2 separate regions of the Mus musculus genome follow, and region 2 is linked to region 1. The links are chromatin contacts, called in public Hi-C maps. All regions are on one chromosome and are shown on one strand. Each heading gives the region's core, a stretch centred on a gene start, on an enhancer-like site or on the middle of the called end of the contact. The rest is flanking DNA. Distances are from core to core; before and after follow the strand shown. Region 1 overlaps Ephb2 (Eph receptor B2). Region 2 overlaps Ephb2 (Eph receptor B2).

Region 1 (5,907 bases), core at 2,832-5,331:
TGCGCTAGGAAATGGGTCGCAGTCAGGACCACAGAGGGATTCCTCATTTCCGCTCCAATCTTTGGGGAAAAATACTTTCAGTTTCATTTAATCACAAGGCTTCTTAATTAGTTTTTTTCCCTTTTCTTTCTTCTGTTTTTTTTTTTTTTCCTTTTCTTTCTTTCTAAAATCAGTTGTTAAGCTGTCCTTGCTGGAGGGAGCAGAGACACTGGCCCCTGCAAGGCAAAGCTTCCTTTGTCCAGCTACCCAGACTGGGAGCCCCTTCAAAGTCCTTCAGGACCCAGTGAGATTTTTTTCAAGAGAGACACTCAGGCCTCTCAGTAGCCACTGCTCAACACATCAACAAGTACTTATGGAATGTCTACTGTATACCAGGCGCCAGGACACAGCAGAGCTAATGTCTCACCCACGGTGGCTCAGAGCTATCAGCAGAGGGCCAAGAGAGGATTCAACATTGGCCCTGGTCTTGGCAGCATGGAAAAGCTTCTCAGAGAAGGTCAAGACATTCATGGCGAAATACTAAAGTAGGAACTGGGGCTGGCTGGGGTGGTGAGGGGCAGGAAGTGACTGGCCCAAGTGGCCAGCCTGCCTCTGGTTTTTGTTTCATTCATGAGCTCCATCCCTCACTCTCTGCTCCATCCACACAATGCTCTCATTCATCATTCGCACCCTAGGGAGACCAGGCCCTTTGCTGCCAGCATGTGGGCTTTCCAGAGAAGAGGCAGAGGCTGTGGGAAGATGCTCAAGGCTGGTAGAAGTGATGGTGTTTCCTGGTACCCTGAAGATGCTGATAGGCAGGGATAAGAGACCAGGGAGGGAAGAATATGATGGAGAAGTCAAAAGCTGGGGCTGGGGTAGGAGTTGGGGCGGGGGGGGTGCAGGCTTCTCTGAGGGGAGACAGCTGATTAAGATAGCTGGGCACTGTAGTGATGTGGGGGGTGGGGGTGGGGTCTTTCATTCTTTCACTCAACTCATCTACTGGGTTTCTCTAGGCTTCAGCTTAGAGCTCTGGGGAGAAGGTGATGACCAGAGAGAGAGGTGGCTCCTGACAGCAGCACAGGACACTGGGATATGCAGGGGGGAAGTCCATGATCATGAGGAGCGCATGAATGAGACAGGGTTAATAGGTGACAAACAGATCTCTGCTAACCCAGAGGCTGATGGGGACTAGGCGGGGGTCTCAGAGAGTGGGTTTCCGCAGGCCTAGCTGCCACAGTCCCTGAGCCCCAACAGCATGACACCCCCCCATCATTTCCTGCTCACTATGAGCTCACCCCCAACAAAGGGCTTTCTATCAACCATTTACCAGCAGCTTAGTCTGAACAGAAGTCCTAGGCACCTTTCTCTGGGGTCCTTGTGGTCTCTATGGGTAGAAGGAAGAGGAATTCTAGGTCTAGGCACCAGGTTACAGGGCCTCTGGTGTTTATCCCTACGGGAGGCCAACTGCTATGTCCACTCCTGGAGGCCTGTGCTATGTGGCGCTCACGGTCTCTGGTCCCATGTGGCACTGTCCTGAAATACTAGCCCACCCTGTAGGAGACAGGCAGGAGAGCAGGGAGCCCACACATTCACCTCTGCAGGGGACCAGGGACATGCTTGGTGCTGGTGTCTGCCCCTTCTTCCTCCTCATGGAGTGGCAGTCTCCTCTGCCATCCACCCAGGTGGAGATGGAGGCCCCCCCCAGGGCAAAGTTTGACTGCCTGAGGATGCAAATTGATTCTGCCTGTTTGTCTTACATGCGTGGCTTCCAGCCACAGGTCTCTCAAAGAGGAGTGGAGTCTATTCTAAAAGATCAGAGAGAAATCCGTCTATGCAGTCCAAGGTGCCTGGGTGGAGACAAAGCCACGGTAGACTCAGAGGGCCTTAGAGGAAGTCTGGCTTTCTTCCCTCAGCCTATAGGAAGAGCCCTTCTCTTCATTGTCAACCCATTGTGGGATCCCCTCAACTGTGGGTTTCCTGTTAGTCACTGACACCTTAGTTTGATCAGAAGTCCATCTTTCCCAGAGGCCCTTCTAGGGGTCCACCCCGCATAGGGTATAGACAGATGCTTTCAACCGGTGAAGACCAGTTTTGTTGTTTTGTTTTGAAAAACAGTTTATCTCAAACTCAGGCCTCTGAGGTCAAGACTGAAGAGGTCTCGACAGTAATAGGTCTGAATGAAGGTGGCATATCGTTCAGACAGACAGCCCGTCCCCTGGACCAGAACAATGAGAGGGCAAGGCACCTGCCTAAGATCTCACAGCAGGGGCAGGAGAGGCAACGGAGAGTCCGGCAGGCTGAGCCTGAGGCTGGCAGGAGAGTACACACCAGGCCTAGACTGGGAGAGGGGCGTTTGGGGAGGCAGAGCCAGTGGGCACACGGCTACCTTCTCATAGTACTGCAGCTCGTAGTCCAGGATCACACCGTTGGGCTGGTCTGGCTGGGACCACGACAGGGTGATGCTGTCCACAGTGCGGCTCACCTGGTGCATGATGGACACGGCCGATGGTGCTGCAAGAGAGGTCAGAGGTCAGGGGTCAAAGCAGGCATGAGGAAGTACAACTTATTTTAGAAGCACGAGAGCCATGGGGCCAGTGAGGACAGGGTCAGAGAGCAGGTTGGTGGGGGGGTCAGGGACCAGAGAAAGGACCAATAGGGAATTCCAGACCATGGTGGGGGCTGGGGCTTCTCTAGGGGGCTTGTGACAGTGTTGTGGAACTAGATGAGGTACAGGAAACACGCTGACGCTATGTCATACATGTTGACCTGATCGGCCTATTCATCCCCACACGGCTCGCTGACCTGTGACCTGGATGGGGTCTTTCACTACTGGGAGCCTCAGCTTCCACATCTCTGCTTGATGCTATGGAAGGTGTGTGTATGTGTGTGTGTGTGTGTGTGTGTGTGTGTGTGTGTGTGTGTGTGAGGACTGGGAAATAATTTTGGGAATGCCAGCATCCCTCCAGGGAGAAGCCGCGCCACCTGGCCGTTCAGGGCCATACAGACTCATAGAAGAAAGTGGGCTCATTTCTGTCTAGTGAGGCCCCCCCCCCAAGCTCTTCTCCCCACCCCCAGCCAGCACCACACTAGGCTCTGTACCAAGGAACCAGAGACTCCACCCAGAGCCAGGGCCCCCCGGTGGCTGCTTCTGGAATCTCCTGTTGTTTGCCTCTTCTCAGCCGGTGCCAGTGTAACTGGGAGACCTGGACAGACCACACCTTGCCTTCCCACCCCAGCCACTGATCCTGCAGGTCTCAGATGTGGTGTACCTGGGAATCCGGACTCCCAAGCATGCACAGAGAAGGGGGGTGAGTGATTTGTCCAAGGTCACACAGCAGAGGGTGGGTGGGTCCATAGCAGTGAGCCTGGTGGGGCATGTGGTCCATTCCACCCCTCAAGGACTGTGTGCAGGCAGGACTCTGCCCACAGTCCCTCTAGCTGAAGCCACAGGGTGGGCTCTTGAGAGGAGGGGTAGGACCATGTAGCCAAGGCAAGTGGGCCCAGCCTTTGGAGTCTGTCCTTGTCCTGAAGGGCCTGGGGTATGACAGAAGGCCTGAAGAAGATGGCTGCCTGCACCTCTGTCCACTCAGCTCTCTTTCCTGGAGACCCTGTGGACTCAAGATACCCACCCAGAGGAGGCCCTGGTTTCTGACACCCACAGGGTCACTAACTCAGATAACACATGTCATCTGTGGGTTGGGCATTTATAATACCCACTCTACAGATGAGGGAATGAACTCAGGAGTTATGGAGAAACCTGCCTGAAGTCAAGCAATGGAGCCAAGATTCAAACCCAGGCAAACTCGGGGCCAATCAGCTTTCTTGTGGCGATAATGGCAGACCAGGGATGCTGCAGAGGGTTTGTAAGGACATCCTAAGCTCCAGACTGTAGTCTTGAAGCCAATCCACCCCCCTCCAGCCATGGCAGCTCCCACGGGCTTGAAGGGTCTGGGCTGTAGCAGGCTTGGGTTTCAGGCAGATCCTGGGCTCTGAGCCCCTAAGCCCCGTGACCCAGGCGTGGTGAGGAGATGAGATCTGCCAGGAAGATGATCAAGGCTGGCTGGGGAGCTGGCCCCTCTCTCGGAATCCAGAGATTAGCAATGAGAAAAGGCACAGGCTAGAAGCTGTCCGGGCCCCTCCTGCTGCCGCGCCCACGCTGGGTCAGGTTACCTTGGAAGTTGGACATCTGGGAATTCTGGTATTTTCAATTATCAGACGGGCACGCCAGGAGGCTATGGGGTCAGTGGTACCCTGTGACCCTTGCCAGGAGATGGAGCCCCAGGGGGCAGAGCACAGAGGAGGTGGGGGAAGCTGGGCAGCCTGCTTTCCTGCAGCAGGTGGCCAGGGGGCCTGCTGGCCTCCAGCAAGACCTGGGGAGAATGGGGAAAGCCTGTCCCTTCCTGGCAGGGGCTTGGGCCAGCTGAATTCTCCCTATGAGTCATGTTTCTTCCCTAAGTTATGAAGGGGCTGAAAAGGGACTTCCGAGGTTGCATGAGGTGATACTACAAGGTGGTCCCCACAGGCTAAATGAAGGACTGGCTTCTAGTCCTAGATGCCAGCATAGGTCAGAGAGGCAGAAGGCTAGGATGCTGCCTGGCCAGAGGCAGGAGGCCACACCTCACTTCCTGTGTGCTGAGGATCAAGGAAAAACCCACTTTTGGCCATCCATTCCCAGTTGAGAAGAGGCAGTGAGCTAAGGCGCCATGGGGAGAGGCAGCCACTCACTGGACTGTCTGAGGCCCCACCCCAGGCCCAGGCCTAATGGCCTTGCAGGCCCCAGAACCATCTCCTGCCCTTGCCCCCAGATGGAGATGACTCCACAGATGCCCGACCCTGCTGTGGAGGCCCTGTCTGGCATCGCTCTTTTCACCATCTCCCTTCTCCCAGACACCATCTATTCTGTCTCTTTATGTTCCCCAATATACCGAGGTTCCCACCCCTGGGGTTTTTGGCTCCTGATTCTTTGCTGAGAAACCTCTTGCCTCCCATCCACCAGAGATCAATGGTCTCATCTTCATTTGAGTCTCCACTCCAATGTCACCTGTTCAGGGACACCATCCCTGTCTCCTCTCTGCCTCACACACGTTCAACCCTTACCCCCAGTGCCTGGAACAATGTGTGCCTCAGTAATGTTAATTGGTATGTGGAGGGAAGGAAGGAAGACAGGCAGGCAGGAAGGCTGGCTGGCTGGCTTTGGGCAAGCTAGCCCTCTCTCTTCCCAGACTCTTTTTCCTTCAGCCTCCTTCCCAACAGTCAATCTTTCAGACAGGAGCAAAATGCGAGTTCGTAGTTAAGCACACCGTGCCCAATTAAAAGACTACACTTCCCTAACCTCTCTACTGGCTGGAGTGGCCGTGTTGAGTTTGTCAGTAGATACAAGCTGAACTGTTACATAAAAACCCAAAGGAAGTCAGTTTTACAAGGAAAGCATGCTCCTAATTCACCTTCTATCCTGGTGTCTGGGATGTGTATGTGATAGCAGGAGACACTGCAGCTAGTTTGGCCCAGAAAAAGATGTATTGAGGAGTCTGGTTCCCCTGGACTCCACATTCTCTACTTTCTAATATTATTTATGGCTCAGAGAAAGGCCATGCAGCCTGCTGTATCAACCATCCCTCTATAATTGTACCTTTCTGTCTTATCCATTTTCAGGTTTCTTGTCTCTGGTTCTGGGCCTGTCTGGATGACTGCCTTTGACAAATGGGATAGAGGCGAACCTCACTTGAAAAGGCTCCTGTGTGTGTCCATCTGTCTGTCTGCTGCCTCAGTTCCCTGCGATGGCAAGGACTTTGTATCCAGGACACCCTGCTAGTGATGAGACCCTTTAATTCAGCTCTTCATATTGTGGTGACCGCCCCCACCATAACTATTCTCATTGCTACTTCATAACTAATTTTGCTACTGTTACGAATCATAATGTAAATATCT
Region 2 (5,847 bases), core at 90-2,589, 96 kb after region 1:
TGCTCTGCCGCACCCCCTCTGCTTCCTGGAGACTGCACAGAAGAAAGCAATCAGGAGGCCCTGATTGCACAGGCTGGGGAGGCCCGCCGGCCCCTCCGGCTACGTGTGAATGAGCAGTATGCATTTCAGAAATATTTGAACTAAAAGAGGAGACACACTGAAGTCGTTAGCATCAGGCCGACGGGAGGTGGCTGCGCGGGGCCCCTGCTCCCAGGCTGGGGTAGATGGATGCCCCTGCTCCTCAACCCACCTCATCAGCTCTGCCCCAGCCCGTGTTGGGTTGGAATTCTCAGACTCTCCATCTGTACTGGTATGTGAGAGTCCAAGGGACAGGAGGAGGGGATGTTCCTTATGCACTTAGGGTATATTAAAGGTTGGCACCATTTCAGGTTCAGGACAACTTACAGAGTCCATTCCATGGGACCCACTTTACAGATGAGAGGGCTGGTGTCAGAGATGGAAAAGTGGCCACTAGCTTATGAGTCCACTTCTGTCCATCCCTACATCTGTGTTATTTCTAAGATGATAGGGCTGTAGCCACAAAAATGAGACAAAACAGAACAAGAAAAATCGCTACTGCACACTTGCGAGTGTGTGTGTGTGTGTGTGCACGTATTCTCAAGCCGAGTGAACAGGAGGGGAGGAGGCACAGATGACCCAGGTAGACCCTTGGCTTCAGCACTTTCTAGTGTCAGGAAAGTGGTCTCCTCTCTGGACCTCATTTTTTGCATCATATAAACGGATCATGTAGCACAAGTGATGTGATATCTTTAGGAGCCCCCATTGTTTTTGAGACAAAGTCTCACCAGATCCTGGCTAGTCTTAAACTGGCTATGTAGCTTTGCCCTTCGATCCTTCTGTCTCCACCTTCCAAGTGGCAGGACCACAGACATGTGTCACCACACGTGGTTTTCTGTGCCACTAAGGATTGAGCCACATGGTCAGCCCTCTTGGATCCCTCCTCATTTGAGTGAGACCTGTATCTGCTGGTTCACTATAGCCTCAGCACCGAGAGCCTGGCACCAGGGGGGAACACTGTCTCTGGACAGGGCAGTTGGTGGCAAATCTAAAACCCACATCCCATCACCAACCCTAAGAGGCTACAGGATAAAGCTCTAGCTCACCCTGCAGTAAACCCACCCCATGCTCCTGACATCGGCTAAGCTAGTTACCCCCACAGGCCATCTTTTCCATCTCTCAAGGGTCCAGTTATCCTGCTTGCCGAAGACACAACGCTACTCTAAGACTTGATGACTTGACTCTTCCAGAATGTTCTCCCTGGAATGCTTGGCCCTTCCTGCTCTGTTAGCTTGGCTCATTCTCCTGCTTCTTCCTGGCAGCTGTCCTTGGCTGTTCCCCCTCTGGCTGGGGTAGGAGCAGAGTCACAGTCATTCAGTGAACATTGATTCCTTTAGCCTGTGCCAAGGACTTCGATGCGGAGACCGACCCACGGGTCCTTGCCTGGAGGAGCACCCAGACTCGTGCCCGACAGATGAACTCACGGCAGGCAGGGAGAAGCAGCGGAGTGGCTGGTCCAGGCTGAAGAACTGGGTCATGCACGGGAAAATCAGCTCTGGCTATGGAACTAGCAGAGGCGTCTCAGAGGAAGAAGCAGCCACGATGGGTGGAGAGGGCTCACACACAGGTGGGACAAGATGGGGCATCTGGACACTGGTTAAATAGGTGATCAGCTTGCAGCAGGCTCAAGGCTATACCTCACTGCAATGGAGACATGTAGGGAGAAGCTAGAATGTAGAGGTCCTTGGATGCAGGCCTGAGGAGTTTGGATCAGAGCCATGGGCATCAGGGAGCCATGGAGGACTCCTGGAGAGTGTGATATGGCCTGTCCTGACACCCAAGAGCTAAGGAACAACCCTGGTATAGGGGATGAAGTCAGAGCTGGGATCAGGCTGTGGCAGGGGCTTGAGGCTGAAGACGAATAGATCCGCAGTAGCTGTACCCAGAGGCCTTTGCTCCAGCTCCCACAGCCCAGTCAGTCAGCCTGCCAGGGGCCCATGTGACATGCACTGCCCTGTACCCTGCTCACAGCTCCTACTGTACCTGCCTGCCTATGGGGCAGAGGTGACTTGAATCTAGGCCTGGATGGCATTGCACAGCCTGGTGAGAAGCCAGGCACAGCCATCAGTGGCTGGGAGCCAGAAGGCTCTTTCCATGGCCAAGATGAGGACTTCTAAGAGGAGGCCAAGAACTGGGGAGTAAACTCAAGGCCACCAACAGGCTGGTCTCTTTGCTTCTCTGAGCCTTGATTTTTCTCATCTATGAAATGGGGCTGAATAAGCCCTTGCTCTAGTCTCTCACTGCGGGGCTTTGAGGAAATGAGGGGGGATTTGCTGGGTACAAAGCCTGTTGGCTTGTTTCTAACCTCCTTTTTTGAGATAGGGTCGTGCTAGGTAGCCTAGGCTGGCCTTAAACTTGATATGTAGCTGGGTGGTCTTCAAACATATGATCCTCTGGCTTTAGCCTCCCAAGTGCTAGCAATACTAGCCTGCCTTGCATGGAGCAATGTGCCAAGAACTAGGACATATAGAATCTACAAGGATGATGGCTAATGCCCAAGGAGGTCACCTCTGGCAGGTACTTCATAAGTATCATCTCACTGTTATCCCATAGCAAACTTATGGGGAAACTGAGGCACAGAGCCACCAAGGACTCCTACAAGGTCAACAAGAGGCAAAACAAAATTGGGCCTTTTTGGTTCAATCCCAGAAGCCACCAGGCCACATTGCCTCCCAAAAGGGGATGGGGAATTATGGCTTCCCTCCATCAGAGCCTTCAGTGCCATGCCTTCTCACACTCTGGAAGGTGGCCCTGTCCTTGCCCATGACAGAAATGAGAAGACTGAACCCAGAGAGGCCCAGGGACCTGCTTGCAGTCACACAGCCAGAAAGAAGCAGAGCTGGGATTTGAACTCAGGCCAGCCTGCCCAGCCTTCCAGAGACCTCTCCTCTGTATGGAGGATGAGAGGGCTGTTGGCCAAGTGTAAGGCCAGCTGGGGGACGATGCTGGAGAAACCCTGAGCCAGCTCCTGGAAGGTTCTGATTTCCTAGTGTGAAACCTGCCAGCAGGCATCGCGCTGTTTCCCCAGCATTGCCGGCTTGGCCCTTGGGCTCGAGGAAAGGGGACCCCACTAATGTAAAATCCTTATGCAGCCCTCTTGCCTGTCACGCTGCTCCCGGCCCTTGCCTGCCTGGAGCATGCTTGTGTTTTCTCAGGCTCGGGTGGAGGAGTCCCCTTGACGCCAGCTCCTGCACCATGTCCCCAGCCTGCCTGCCGCTGGCCTGGGCATCCGCCAGCGCCGGCTGCCCCGGCTGAAATCCAATCCGGCGGGCCAGCCGGGCTACTCACTAACAGCGGGCCGCATTGTGCTGCCCAAGCTTTGGGGGAGTTTGGATTCGCTGCTTAGGGACCCACTTAACCTCCGCCAAGGACAGGATGATGGATGGGGGTCTGGGACAGGGTTGCTGGGGGTGGGGTGGGCGGTAAATGAATACCAGGGCTTGCCGAGGAAGGGAAGGAAGGGAGGCAGGGACCGATGGCCTGGACACATTAAGAGTTCCTTTCGTTCCCACAACAACCCCAGGGGCGCTTCATTAGGGTGGTTGCATACAGGAAACGTAAATTCTGAAATGTTAAGTGACTTATCCAGGGTCACACAGCAAATCAGAAACTAAATCCCAGAGATTTCCCAGTGCATCTGGGTGCCTCTTCATAAACACGTTGGCTTAAATAAATCCACACATCATTCCTATCCAGTGAGTAGTTATGAAATCTCAGTTGGGGGCATTATTGTGCACACCTACTGTGTGCACCTACTTACTCCTGTTAGTACTCCATCTGGAGATCCTAAGGTGGCCAACTCCTTGAGGGAGAACTGTTAGTATTCATGGGCATTTCAGAGAACAAAGCTTAGACAGAGAGAGAGAGTTACCAGGGCCCAGCCATTTACACAGAGTAGTTACCAAATATCAAAATATTTTGTTGGGCCAGTAAAATTAGCCTTGCCACTAAGACTAATCCCTTGATTTTGATTCCCACATGGTGGAGGCAGAGAACAGACTCCTGCAAGTTGTCCTCTGACCTACACACAGACACACAGACACAGACACACAGTACACATATCACAGAAGCACTCAGGAAGCAGAGGTAGGCAGATTTCTATGAGTCTGAGGCCAGCCTGGTCTATGTAGAGAGTTTGAGGCTAGCCAGGGCTACATAGTGAGACCCTGTCTCAAAAACAAGTACAAAAGACAAATGCAAACAAAAATATAAAACAATTTTCATCTCCCCTCCACCCCTCACCTTGGGTAGAGCTCACACCTGTTCTTCTAGACACCATGACTTTCCCTGAGACGGTTCTAGCCCTCCTAACCTGTATGGGGCACTTAAACTTGTGGTCTTCTGTCCATTTCCAATGTCATCTCCTCTGAGATGCCACCACGGGTCCACGGGTGAACAGGATGAACCCCTGATCACAGGTGTGTCACTCAGCCCTGGGACAGCGGGTTTCTTTTTTTTTTTCTTTTTTTTTTTTTAAAGATTTATTTATTATATTTAAGTGCACTGTAGCTATCTTCAGACACTCCAGAAGACGGAGTCAGATCTCATTACGGATGGTTGTGAGCCACCATGTGGTTGCTGGGATTTGAACTTCGGACCTTCTGAAGAGCAGTCGGGTGCTCTTACCCACTGAGCTATCTCACCAGCCCCGACAGCGGGTTTCTTATTAGCCTCTCCAATGGACTGCAAGCACCTGGCAGGCTGGACTGAGGCGGGCGACGTCACAACCGCCAGCCTCACCTCTACCCCATCATCAGGCCTCCCAGGCTCATCCCGCATCACACCATCCTCCTGGCTGCCTAGTGACTTCTTCCAGCAGACACCCTCGGAGGCATGAAGACGGCTTAAACACCGGACAGCTGTCGCTCAGTGGCTGGGGGGTACTGGCTCCGGGAACTCCACGGATACCCAGATTTCAGGTGCCGGAGTTCCTTCTACTCAAGAGCAAAAGCAAAGAGGTCTGCACAGAACCCATGGGCTCCTTCCAGGAATTTGAGGTCATCTCTCCATTGACAATATGGAAGACAATACAAGAGCTGTGGAAGCCCTCAAACCTCATTGCTGGGGAGGGCCAGAGCAAAAAAAAAAAAAAAAAAAAACAGTCTGTATGTGATTAGTACAGATGTTTTTTCTTTTTTAAAGACAGGTCTTATGAAGTGCAATCTGGCCTCTGACCCTGTAGCTGAAGGTGACCCTGAATGTCTGATCCTCTTACCTTTACCTCCCAAGTGCAAGGATTACAGGCATTCACCACCCCACAGGACTTCCTGAAGTGCTGGGGATGGAATTCAGGGATTTGTGTCTACTAGGCAAACGCTCTACCGACCGAGCTGCATCCCTGAGCTGCATCCCTAGTAACCAGATACAAAGGTCTTTTTTAGGATGTTTTTGACGCACAGTTGGTTGGATTCACAGATGTAGAGTTGATAGATAACGGGAAGTTGACTATGTAATTCAAAGACCTTACTTTGTGCCAACCACTGAGCTGAACTGTCACTGGCGCTCAAAAAACGTCCTGAGATGGTATCCTGTGCCTGCCCACCCAGCAACACCCACCTGTCTATCATTCTGTTCATCCAGTAACCTACTACCCATTTGCCTGCCCACCCGCTTTGCCCGCCCACCCGCTCCTGTAGCCTTATCCATGGGGGGCATCCACTCCCACAGCCCCAGCCTCCTTGCCTCCTACAAAACAAAGCTTCAGAGAGGTTATGAAACTCACCTAACATCACACAGCTAGAAAGCCACAGAGCCCGGAGGCGTACCAAT

The links. Hi-C and Micro-C count contacts between places; a contact is called where the count stands out from the background.
Region 2: a contact with region 1 is called in a Hi-C map of uterus, with 2.0 times the contacts expected there. The contact joins two enhancer-like sites. A contact is called at or near these places in 1 of 39 promoter capture datasets (embryonic stem cells), 24 of 484 Hi-C or Micro-C datasets (8-cell embryo, the HPC-7 cell line, colorectal tumor organoids and 9 more), 6 of 115 datasets of contacts at active chromatin or transcription factors (embryonic stem cells, heart atrium and stem cell-derived neural progenitor cells) and 1 of 9 other capture datasets (adipose tissue).

What each region holds. Positions count from the first base shown.
Region 1 is chr4:136,681,555-136,687,461 of GRCm38.p6, forward strand. It overlaps Ephb2 (Eph receptor B2), which reads right to left. Exons shown (of 16, transcript NM_010142.4): 6 at 2,366-2,490. Among named protein-coding and RNA genes, the nearest start is that of Lactbl1, 62 kb to the left of the region's middle. Within about 2 kb of position 4,082, at least 27 of the 459 cell types and tissues checked have an H3K27ac peak or open chromatin away from gene starts, as enhancers often do. A contact at or near this core is called in uterus, where this site is marked.
Region 2 is chr4:136,780,637-136,786,483 of GRCm38.p6, forward strand. All of the region lies in intron 1 of Ephb2 (Eph receptor B2), which reads right to left. Among named protein-coding and RNA genes, the nearest start is that of Gm52708, 16 kb to the right of the region's middle. Within about 2 kb of position 1,340, at least 67 of the 459 cell types and tissues checked have an H3K27ac peak or open chromatin away from gene starts, as enhancers often do. A contact at or near this core is called in uterus, where this site is marked.